2 separate regions of the Bos taurus genome follow, and region 2 is linked to region 1. The links are chromatin contacts, called in public Hi-C maps. All regions are on one chromosome and are shown on one strand. Each heading gives the region's core, a stretch centred on a gene start, on an enhancer-like site or on the middle of the called end of the contact. The rest is flanking DNA. Distances are from core to core; before and after follow the strand shown. Region 1 has its middle 72 kb from the start of TLE1. Region 2 holds the start of TLE1 (transducin-like enhancer of split 1 (E(sp1) homolog, Drosophila)).

Region 1 (5,984 bases), core at 2,720-5,219:
GCAGTGCTGTTCAAACCAACTATGATGACAGACCAGTTTTTCCCTGAAATGACAAAGATTGAGACTCCTGTAAAAGATAGATAAAGATGAGTAAGGAGGAAAAGATACAAAATACCAGTCCCAGGGTTTTATTACAAGAGACAGCAGTCGTGAGTTGACTTGAGTTGCTGTGTAAAAGTCTCTGGGAGAGTGGGCACCTCACCAGGGGCAGCAGTGAATGTTTGCCAACCACACTGAGCAGTGCCGTCTGAGGCTCATAAGAGTAATGGTGACAAGCCACCATGTCTAGGGGAGGGTGAACAAAGTGGTAAAAATTTTCCAGTGTCTTTCTCTGAGAAATTCCAATGGAAATAATAATTGGAAAGGGCAAATGGAAGCTCTTTGTAGATGTTTGATGGAGAACTGTGTGTTAGGTACCCAGCAGGCTCCAGGAAAGACAGTGTTGGTCATCCCATCTCTGGGGGTGGCTACTGATGTTGGGTGGACCTTAAAGAAACAGTAAATACTTGAGTTACGTTTGTGACAAGTGCTGAGTGCTGTGAAGGCAGAACAATGGTGATAGACAGACAGGTAAAGAGTGACAGAGTTGGTAACGGCTTCCTTGGGGTAGGGTAGATATGCAGAAAGCTGAAGTTCACGCAAGAGGATAGGGCAGAGCTGGGCAGAGGGGGCTGGGAGGGTGGGCTGTTGCAGGTATAGGGGACAGCAGGCTCCCAGCACAGAGAAGCAGCTTGACAATTCACGGGCAGGTGGATGAGTGTCTGAGAAGTGTGGTACAGCCGGGAGAGTTCATTTAGGGTTGGAGGGACCTTAGAAGTGCCTCTAGTGTGAATGCTCATCTGTGGTTCAAGTTTCCTATAATGGCCTCACCAAGTGTCTGAGCATCTCTGACTGATTCTCTAGTGATATCAGCTCATTTTCCCTGGCCCTTTGAAAACTCTTTGAGCCCTTGAGTTGAACTCTGTCTCCCTGGAGCTTTTACCTGTCAATCCTGTTCTTATCCACTCCCTGGGACCACACAGTGCTCCACTAATCCAGCCTTCTCAAGACAGACAGCTCTTGAGATCTTTGGAGACCACCATCTCTCCACCACGTGTGTCTTCCAGCTGAGTGTGTCTGTAGCTTCAGCCTTGATTTATGGGATATGATTTCAGGTTCCTAGGCCATCTGTCAGTCACTCCACTTCCTTTCCTGTCTTCTACAGATGTCATCCAAATTTGCTGAATAGGCTAGAGGACCCTATTGGGAGCTCACAGCCTGATGATGGGGAGATGGTTTTAATCAAGTAATCACAAAAATAAATGTGTAACTAAATTGAGGTAGCTGTGACCATACCATACCAGTCAGGTATGACCTAAGTCAAATCCCTTATGATTATACAGTGGAGATGACAAATAGTTTCAAGGGATTAGATCTGGTAGATGGAGTGCCTAAAGAACTATGGACAGAGGTTCATGACATTGTACAGAAATCAGTGACCAAAATCATCCGAAAGAAAAAGAAATGCAAGAAGGCAAAGTGGTTGTCTGAGGAGGCTTTACAAATAGCTGAGAAAAGAAGAGATGTGAAAGGCAGGGGAGACAGGGAAAGATATACCAACTGAATGCAGAGTTCCAGAGAGTAGCAGGGAGAGATAAGAAAGGCTTCTTAAATGAACAGTGCAAAGAAATAGAGGAAAACAATAGAATGGGAAAGGCTAGAGATCTCTTCAAGAAAATTGGAAATATAAAGGGAACATTTCATGCAAAGATGGGCACAGTAAAGGACAGGAATGGCAAGAATCGAACAGAAGCAGAAGAGATTATGAAGAAGTAGGAAGAATACACAGAAAAAAAACTACACAAAAAAGGTCTTAATGACCTGAATAGCCACAATGGTGTGGTCACTTACCTAGAGCCAGATACCCTGGAGTGTGAAGTCAAGTGGGCCTTAGGAAGCATTACTATGAACAAAGCTAGTGAAAGTGATGGAATTCCATCTGAGCTATTTAAAATCCTAAAAGATGATGCTGCGAAAGTGCGGCACTCAATATTTGCTCAGCAAATTTGGAAAACTCAGCCGTGACCACAGGACTGGAAAAGGTCAGTTTTCATTCCAGTCCCAAAGAAAGACAGTGCCAAAGAATATTCAAACTACCATACAATTATGCTCATTTCATGCTACCAAGGTTATACTCAAAATCCTTCAAGCTAGGCTTCAGCAGTACTTGAATCAAGAACTTCCATTTCTAGTAGCTGAGTTTAAAAAAGTCAGAGGAACCATAGATCAAATTGCCAGTATTCATTGGGTCATAGAAAAAGCAAGGGAATTCCAGAAAAATATCTACTTCTGCTTCATTGAGTACACTAAATCCTTTGACTGTGTGGATCACAACAAACTGGAAAATTCTTAAAGGGATGGGAGTACCAGACTGCTTTACCTATCTCTTGAGAAACCTGTATGCAGGTCAAATAGCAACAGTTAGAAAGTTACATGGAAGAACTGGCTGGTTCAAAATTGGGAAAGGAGTACAACAAGGCTGTATATTGTCATCGTGCTTATTTAACTTCTATGCAGAGTACATCATGCGAAATGTTGGGCAGGATGAATCACAAGCTGGGATCAAGATTGCCGGGAGAAATATCAACAACCTCAGATATGCAGATGATACCACTCTAGTGGCAGAAAGCGAAGAGGAACTAAATTGCCTCTTGCTGAAGTTAAAAGAGGCTTGAAACTCAACATTCAAAAAACTAAGATCAGGGCAGCCAGTCCCATTACTTCATGACAAATAGAAGGGGAAAAAAGTGGAAACAGTTACAGATTTTATTTTCTTGGGCTCCAAAATCACTGTGGATGGTGACCGCAGCCATGAAATTAAAAGATGCTTGCTCCTTGGAAGGAAAGCTATGACAAACCTAGAGTGCATTTGAAAAAGCAGGGACATCACTTTGCCAACAAAGGTCCACATAGTCAAAACTATAGTTTTTCCAGTAGTCATGTATGAATGTGAGAGTTGGACCATAAAGAAAGCTGAGTGCCAAAGAATTGATACTTTTGGATTGTGGTGCTGGAGAGGACTCTTGAGAGTCATTTGGACTGCAAGGAGATCAAACCAGTCTATCCTAAGGAAATCAACCCTGAATATTCATTGGAAGGACTGATGCTGAAGCTGAAGCTCCAGTACTTTGGCCACCTGGTGCTAAGGGCTGACTCATTGGAAAAGACTCTAATGCTGGGAAAGATGGAATGCAAAAGGAAAAGGGGGTGGCAGAGGATAAGATTAGATAGCATCACCAACTCATTGGACATGAATCTGAGCAAACTCAGGGAGATAGTGAAGGACTGAGGAGCCTGTTGTGCTATAGTCAATAGTCCATGGGGTCTCGAAGAGTCAGACATGACTTAGCAACTGAACAACAATAACAAGAACTGTGATAGAGGAGTATTGTTTTCTGAAACTCTGAAAGCCTGATCCCATTTGGAGGGTTAAGGGAAAATTCTTGAAGAGTTTGAAGGGGAAGGGCAGAAGCCTCTAGGTAGAGAAACCAGCATATGCAAAGGCCCTGTGGCCTTTCATTGTTTCTTATCAAAGAGCATGACATTGCCACTATTCTGTACTTGTTCTGGTGTCAGCGTGATCTAAGATCTCAGTAGCTTTCCCAACCAACCTGGACATTTTTCTCTCTCTCCCACTTCTGACTTCTCTTGACTTCTTTTTGTTGAAGGCATCATCCCATTTCTTACATCTGTACTCAGACTTTAGGTTTGATGCTTTCCATTTTACCCAGTCTTATTATTTTTTAAAATCCTCACCAAGATTGTGGCAAGAGTTTTCTGTAATGAAATATTTATCTGATCTTATCTGTTTCTTGCTCAGAAATCTGCAAAAGGTGCATATAATCTCCTGATGTAATCCCTCTGATAGAGTCACCTCAGCTTGTTTTTCCAGCCTCATGTCCCATATGCATTGCATCTCATGCTCTGGCTGAATGGGATAACCTTGTATTCCGTGAATGGCTCTCCTCCTACTTGGAGCAACTTCCTCTCTAACTTGTCTCTACCTGTTCCTGCAGAAATATTTTCTTTAATTTAAAGACCACTTCAGGCTGCTGCCACCTCCCAGAAGCCTTTGCTGATGCCTGTCCCACATATCTCTCTCCACCAGCCCCTTGTAAGTCTTGTGACACTTTCCACACTTTGGCCTTGAATTATAACCATGTGTACAAGTCCTGTCTCTATTTGCTTCTTCCCCACTACAATTAAAGCTTCTGAAGTCCTCTTGTCCCCTTGAGCCTTGATAGCCAGTAAACAAATACTTGCCGCGTTGACAAGGTGGGGGATGAGCCCAGGATTGTGTAAGGCCGTATGATTCATCCTTTTCCAAGGGAGAATGCAGTTTGCATTTTAGAGACATGCAATGCTGATTTATAAGCGGTTGCTCTCACTGTGTTTCCAAATCCTCAAGGCGAAATTTAATTGTTGCGTTTTGTCGACTTAATTTGAACTTACTTTGAGTTTTAGGAAATTTATTCCCTGAACTCTGTGGAGCTCACTGATAAAAAAAGAAACCTAGAAGAAGTTTAGACAGATTGACATCTTTGTTATACTTTGTGCCTCCCTCCTCTCAAGATGTTTTTTTCCTGGCCTAAGGGCACCGCTTTCCTCCCCACAAATACTTGGGGCCAAGGTCTACTTGCCTCATACAGTAACATCTAGAGGTCAGTTGTAACTCACACTAATAATAGTTTGACTCAAGATTCCAGCTAAGTTCCAAGTTCCCTCACCCTGTGTTTTAATGCTAGACGTGTAATTGAGAAATCTTCCACCCACTTGTTTAGTGTTTAAATAAACCTTCTAAACTACCTTTTTGGAGTTGCAGCCTAATGGGAAGAGAAAATCTAAACTACATTTGGGGTAAAATTGCCTCTTAAGAAAATATGTTTTGCAGCATTGAAAAAGGCCATCCAGCTTCTAGCTGAGAAAACGTTTTTGTGGCCAGTCCCCTCTCCCTCCTGTCCATTCCTGATCTTGCTTCTGATCCCTGTGCTGACCATGTCTAGATTCCACACTTGGTTTATTTAGTGGATTTGGAAATCAATTCAGCCCCTGCCCTTTTTTACTTATTATGATATTTGGTTTTTTTTTTTTTGTCTATTAAGTGCATAAAGGAACATGCTTATTTTGTGCTATATTGTCACCATGTGTGTTTGAGTTTAACTTCTCTTTTTCTACCTTTGAATGGTCTAGGACTGTGTCCCTAATTTCTTAGGTTTATATTGAAGTGTAAGTCCTTTCCTTTTGATCTGAGTTATGTTTAGCTGCTGGACAATCGTCCCTTCCTTTTCTCTCCCTTTTTACCTCTTCAGAAATGGCTTTCAGCTTACTAGACATAGCTTGTCTTATCTCTTAAGTGAATGCTGCTATTTACCTGCAGTGATTGGTTCCTTTGCTAGGACTTTTAAATGGAGCTTTGAAGTGGCTGTATTTTAAACTTGTCTTTGTCTTACTTTTTGTCCACGTGTCTCTTGGTTTGTATCTTGTCCTGCATAGGAGCCCTGTTGCTGCCCCAGCACATTTACAGTTTGGAAAAATTTAATTGATGGAGAAAGTAGGGCCTTAGAATCATAAATGCAGACTTTGATCAGAGAACTTCTGGTGTATCAGCTAGACCATCTCTTCTTCCTTACTTTGTCTAGTAATTTTTTTTATATCTATTTTAAGAAGTTCTGCATTCCCCTTTTTAAAATATGAGGATAGCTGTGTATTCAACTAAATAAGGGGAAAAGTCTCCCATCTTAATAGTTTAATGTCCTCTATTTGTATTTTGTTACTAAAGCCCTCCATTGATGTAGAAATGCTATCTTCAAGTGGGGTGAGGACTGCACCTTGATCTGCATGTTTACTGTTTGGGAGGATGCTCAGAGGCCAAACTGAGAAAATCCTGTGAAAGAAGTAAAGGATTTAACAGATGTTATAAGCTAGGCATGCAGACCCTAAAAAAA
Region 2 (5,945 bases), core at 2,216-4,715, 73 kb before region 1:
ACACAACCCTGGAGCTGATTACGGGATGAAGCAACCATAGACTGGTATAGGTGACCCAATACTATGTGATTTCAAGGCACATAGGTTGCCAATCCCAACTCAAGGAAGCTATGAACCAAGCCGCGCAGGGCCACGCAAGAAAGACAGGTCATGGTGGAGAGTTCTGACAAAATGTAGTCCACTGGAGAAGGGAATGGCAAACTACTTCAGTATGTTTGCCTCAAGAATCCCACAAACAGTATGAAAAAGCAAAAAGATATGACACTGGAAGATGAGCCCCCCAGGTCAGTAGGTGTCCAGTATGTTACTGGGGAAGAGTGGAGAAACAGCTCCAGAAAGAAAGACTCAATGGACATGAATTTAAGCAAACTCTGGGAGACAGTGAAGGACAGGGAAACCTGGTGTGCTGCAGTTCATAGGGTTGCAAGACTCAGACACGACTGAGGGACTGAACAACTAACAGGTTGCCAACCCATGGTTGTATGATTCAAAAACTCCTGTATGTGGAGCAAGACTACTCTCATCACTAAATATAACCAAGAAAAGGGGCAGTGCTTCCTTGCTATTCATTTCCAATGTCAGCAGAAATGAATAATAGAACCCACTCCTTTAACCCCACTTAATGAGCCACAATTCTGAATTTGTTTGAGAATTACTATGGCGTTGTACAGACTGGCTAAAATCGCTCCTTCAATTTTTCATTTATAATTGATATTTGGGATTGATCCAATTATAGACAAATCAATATCATACATATTTAAGAACTCCACCAGTGAAACGTATTATCTAAAATGATTCTTTTAATATTTCAAGGAAAAGATCTCTGTAAAAGCAAATCTTCGAATAAATTGTATTTCTGTTTAAATAAATGCCTTTCCATAATTCTCTTGAAAGTAAAATAATGGGAACATGGGGGCCATTAACACCAAAAACTGAAGTATATTCCAACATTAGATGAATGCTTGTCAAAGATGTGTCTTTCTCATGGAAGAATTCACCCCTATTTGGCTAAAACAGCATTATTCACTTACCAATCATGTGGAAATAGCTCAACTGAACTGCTCTTTAACGTATAAAAGCAGCAATATTGAAGGTTTTCTGTGGGATGTATTTTAGAAAAACTGACAAAAACTGGAGATTTACGCAGTATGCTCCGTTTATTTAAAATCTTAAAATCCTTTTCAAGTTCCAGCTCATAAGAATTTTTTTCGACGTCTTTTCCACAAAGCTTCCCATTTAGCTCCTTACATAGCTTAAGGTAGGGGGGGGGGTACCACCCGAACTATGGGGGTGAGGTGGGCAGGACAGGTTTTTCAGGTCTCAATGCTGTTTATCCCATTGTCTCCCTTTGTTTCTAGAAATTGGAAACAGACTCGTGGTCGTGTTCCTGAGAGGCCCCTGGAACTCTCAGTAGCCCTCTTCTACCCAGTACAGCGAAATCGGGACTTTAAAACAGAAGGACCCGAGATTTCGCGCGGCGGGCAAAACATCTCATCCTTGATCGGGACGCGCCAGCCTTACCCTGACAGCTCCTCGGGTATCCTTCCCGCCCCAACTCAGGTCGATCTTTTTCCAAGGTGGTTTGAAATACTCCAATAAAAAACAATTCCCACCACCTTGAGTGCAAAAGGGGGCGTGGGCATTAGAAGCCTAGTCCTAAGCCGCTAGTGTATCTACGCAGCCAATGAGTTGCCTATTTATGCAGTTTCCATGAAGTGCACAGTCCACTCCTCGGGCATCCGCGTAAAGACAGCTCAAGGGAAAACAATCCTCACAGAAATTTTTTTTTTTTTTCAGAAATTTTGAATATGACCTCACTTTCTAGAGTAGCATCGAACAGGGGCCTCCGAAAGACACCTTTGGCTTGAACTACCAAAAAGCACCCACTCTCCCTCTTAAGAAACTACGCGGTTAGTCTCCGGGTTACTTTCACTGAGATCTGAGGATTTTCATTAAAGGGAAAAGTGAACAAGTGGCAGGATTTCTGCAAACTCGAACCCCCGGCTTCCGAGGCTGCACGCTCGCGTGTCCCTCCTGCTCGCGCGCTCCCGCGCGCTCCCTCGCCGACCCCACGTTACTTTGATTGACAGCCCGGCCCCGCCGCTCTCCTTCCTACCGACCTTCCCATCCACCGTGCCAATCTCCGCGTCTCGCTGCTTCCCATTGGCTGGTTTCGGCATCCCGCGGCTCCTCCAGGAACAGTTCCTCACCGAGCCCGGGAGGACGCGGCTGGCGGAGGAGTGGTGGGGGTGGATGGGAGGGGAGACGGGGGAGACGGCGGAGATGGAAGCAAGTGGGGTGGGAGAGGAGAGGGGGACCGGGTGAGACGGCCTGTCCGGTGCCGCGCTGCCATAGGCTCTGGGGAGGCTTCTCGTCAGCACCCCACGTTGGGCGCGCCGTAAGCGATTGGCTGACGAGGGCCTTCCCCCCACCCCCCTCCACCAGACAGGCTCACGTCCCCTGCCGGCTCCGCGCTCGCGCCCCCCGCCCGCGCGGTGCTGGGCGGGGCCGGCGCTGGTTAGCTCCGGAGTGTGAAACCGCGTGTTAATGTAACCGGCGCGAGAGGCGCGGGCGGCGGCAGCGGCTGGAGCGGCGGCTGCAGGAGCGGCGGCTGCAGGAGCGGCGGCGGCGGCGGCGGCGGCGGGTACCCTGTGTCCTGCGTCCCCGAGGCAGCCGACTGCGCCACTCCCGCCTTCGCAGGACCGGGCGGGAACCGCGCCACCAACCGGGACCTCCGCCTGCCCTCGGCAACTTAACCGCCTCCGCGACTACTCCGGACTTGCCCGCGGAGTTTGCCGGCCCGGGAGGGAGGCCGAGCGGCGGAGCGCACTCTTGGGCTTTTCCTCACCGTCTCTTGGATGTCTTTCTCCGGGTCGTGAGAGAACTTTGGAGCGGGCTGGAGCGCCCTTTGAGGAGAGGCAGACGAAGAGAAGGAAAGAAAGGGGATCAACAGAGAGGCTCTGAGAAAGGGTCCGGAGAGGTCTGGCCGGCGGTGCAGGACGAGTGCGCGCGGGCCGCGGCGCCTGGATGCGCCCAGGTCTGGAGGAGCAGCGGGCGGCTGCGGGATTGCCCTCGGCGGAGTAGACCCGTCGGCCCAGGAGGGTTTGTGCAACCTCGGAGAACACCCAGAGCCGGCTGCACTGGGCGTGCCAAGCCGCCTCCCGGCGCGCCCTCCGCACTTTCCCCGCCTTGTCGTCATCCCGCGCTCCTCGTCTCGGGTTAAAGCTGCGGAGCGCGGGGCGGGGAGCCTCCGCTGCCACCGGGACCTCGCACCCCGCCGCCTCACGGGAGCCTGCGAGCTCCCGGTCGTGAGCGCTACCTGGGCCCGAGGGGGTCACCCCTGAACACAGTCAGGTTTGTTTGTGTGGGGTTAGCCGCGGGCGCCGCGCCACCTGCACCTCGCCGGCGGGCGCCTCGGGGAATACCCGAAGAAGAGGCGGGCCGGGAGAAGAGCAAAGGAGAGCAGTCCTCCTCTGGATTTGTTGCCCGGGACCGCTGCGGCGCACGCGGATTGCCGAGGGGAGCACCGAGTCACCGGGCTCGTCATCTCTCAGCCCGGGCGGCCGAGGCCCTAGGGTGGAAGCGCAGCCCCCGCGCTCTCCCCACGAGCACCAGCGGCGTCCCGCAGGTTCTTGGTGCGGCCGGGCCCGGAGTGCCCTGTGATGTGGCCCTGAGCGCGGGAGTCCGCACGGGCGGGAGCAGAGTGGCCTGTGCGTCCCGCCGAGCGCGCCTGCGTGCGTGGCCAGCGCGCTGCCCGCTTCTGCCTGGCTTCCCGGCTTAATTTTCCTCGGCGGGATTAAAGTTGGAAATTGAGCGGAGAATTGAGTTGCCCGGGAACAGAGCCGCGGCCGCCGCCAGAGCGATGTTCCCGCAGAGCCGGCACCCGGTGAGGCGCGGTGGTGGCGGAGTGGGGGGAAGGGAGGTGGCGGAGTGGTAGTTGTTCTTTCTGTGCGGTGAGGAGATGGGTGGCTGCTACAATCTGACCGAGCCCCCTGGCCTCCAAGGGTACAAGACTTGGGAGGTCCCGGGCCCTCTCCTCCTGTGTGGGAAGGGGGCTGAAACTCTCAATTCAACCCCTTTGCTCTAGGCTCCCTCCTACTTGACGTCTAGACTGGGCGGGCGGGGCGCTTGGGGAGACTGGGGTTTCTCCCGCGGCCGTATCCTCTCCCTTCCCCAGGCGGGTAGTGCGCCCCCGCTTTGTTTCTCGTCTCGCCTATTTACATATCAATGAGGCCCCGGTTCCGGCGCGCCTGGAGGTGGCCCCGGCGACTCTGGGAACGGGGAACATCAGGGAGTTTTCTCCTCTGGTCCCCCGGGTCATTATCGCCCCCTGAGGGAGGAGGCGGCGTCGTCGACGACAGTCTGGCCAGGTCCTCCACGGCCGCCGCCGGGAACCCTTGTCCCTTCAACCAGGTGACCCAGGCGCACTTACCGCGTCCCGCCCTGGAGGCTGGAAGAGGCTGCGAGCGTCATTTGAGGACCTTCGGATCTGGGAAGGTCCACCTTCCCTCTCCCCAAGTGAAGCGCTAATTGGAGTTCGGGACTCCGTTTGGTGCCACTTCTAACTTTATTTTTCGTTTATGTCCCACCCACTCTTTGATACTCCGACTGCTTTATCCAACCGCCCGCATCCCCGTCGCTCGGTCCCCCTCGCTGGTCGCCCTTAGACGCCGCACCAGGCTGCAGGCCAGCCCTTCAAGTTCACTATCCCGGAATCCCTGGACCGGATTAAAGAGGAATTTCAGTTCCTGCAGGCGCAGTATCACAGGTGCGTGTCGCGCCGCGCCCGGTGAGTGGTCGCCCGGGCAGCGCTGTGCCCCGGGTCGCCCATCCTGGTGGTGGCGGCAGCTGTACTTAGTACTTGCGTCCAGGCGGTGGCGCGTGGAGTCACAGTTAAGACCTGTCATTCACGTTACCCCTTTCCCCTGCTCTTCCCGGGCCGCCTCTTCTCTTGTCTCCTCCTCCTCCCATTGTTTCCCCTTTGCCCGTTTGCTCCTGTTCCAAGGAGCCTTTTTTCGTGTATTTAGGAGTTGCATGAGAACTGTCAATATTTGCACTTCATGTATTTATTTTGCAACAGGCTGAGCTTGGTTCAGTCAATGCCCCAGCTCAGGAGTGCAGGTTCAGAGAGGCAAAGCCAGTGTTGAAATCGCTGTTTGCCATATTAGAATGGGTTCTTTGAGGCAAAGTCCATTATGGGAGGGCAGATGCTTTTAGCTGTGCCCATCCTTAGTGGGGGTGCTGTGGATGTGTTTAGGGGATAGCTCACCTGCTTTGGCTTCATTCTGGGTTGGTTTGGGTAGGGCACGAGATTGGAGTCACATTTGTAGTCATCTCACCTTTAGTCTCTTCATCTAATGAAAGCTGCTTCAGAAAATTTATAAAGAAAGCTATTTGTAAAGCACCCAGTCCATAGTAAATTTTCTAGAAATGTTAGTTTGTTCCCGTTTCTATGAAATCTTAGCTGATTAGAGCTAAGAAATAACTGTAATGACAGGTTTTGTTTTTGTCATGCCCCAGAGAAAGCACACAGCTGCTGGGGTGTGAACTTTCTTATTTTTGTCAGAGGCTTTCTGACTATTGACCTTTTGTCTACTTGAAGATAATAGTCTCTAGAGCTTGAAACATCCCTGCCCACACCATGTTTACCAGGAAGGGAGGACTTCAGCCCACTTTAATTGCAGAAGCTATATGACATATTTTGGCAGGGAATTAAAAAACAAAGGTATTAAAAGGGACCAACAATTGTAGAAGTAACTTTACAGGTACAGTTTTCAAACCAAGAGACTGAGTTGGCAGAGGTGACACAGCCTATGCCTGAGACTGAAGGTTATACAAAGGCCAGATTTTGGTTAAGTCCAGGGAAGCAAACTTTGATGCAGTGAAGCAAGTAGGAGTGAACAGATGACCATGAGGAGAAATCAGTCTTCTGAGTAGATCAGAGG

What was found. A called contact is a pair of places that touch in the nucleus more often than the background predicts.
Region 2: a Hi-C map of skeletal muscle shows a contact between it and region 1, with 2.8 times the contacts expected there. The contact joins the promoter of TLE1 here to the enhancer-like site in region 1. A contact is called at or near these places in 2 of 11 Hi-C or Micro-C datasets (liver and skeletal muscle).

The regions. Positions count from the first base shown.
Region 1 is chr8:57,550,511-57,556,494 of ARS-UCD2.0, reverse strand. No RefSeq gene overlaps it. Among named protein-coding and RNA genes, the nearest start is that of TLE1, 72 kb to the left of the region's middle. Within about 2 kb of position 3,969, at least 8 of the 102 cell types and tissues checked have an H3K27ac peak or open chromatin away from gene starts, as enhancers often do. A contact at or near this core is called in skeletal muscle, where this site is marked.
Region 2 is chr8:57,623,011-57,628,955 of ARS-UCD2.0, reverse strand. TLE1 (transducin-like enhancer of split 1 (E(sp1) homolog, Drosophila)) reads left to right here and starts at 3,465. Exons shown (of 7, transcript NM_001098020.2): 1 at 3,465-3,886; 2 at 4,668-4,768. The coding sequence starts at 3,863. It overlaps LOC107132697 (translation initiation factor IF-2), which reads right to left and starts at 3,547. Exons shown (of 5, transcript XM_059889321.1): 1 at 3,399-3,547; 2 at 2,886-3,315; 3 at 2,121-2,768. The coding sequence starts at 3,547.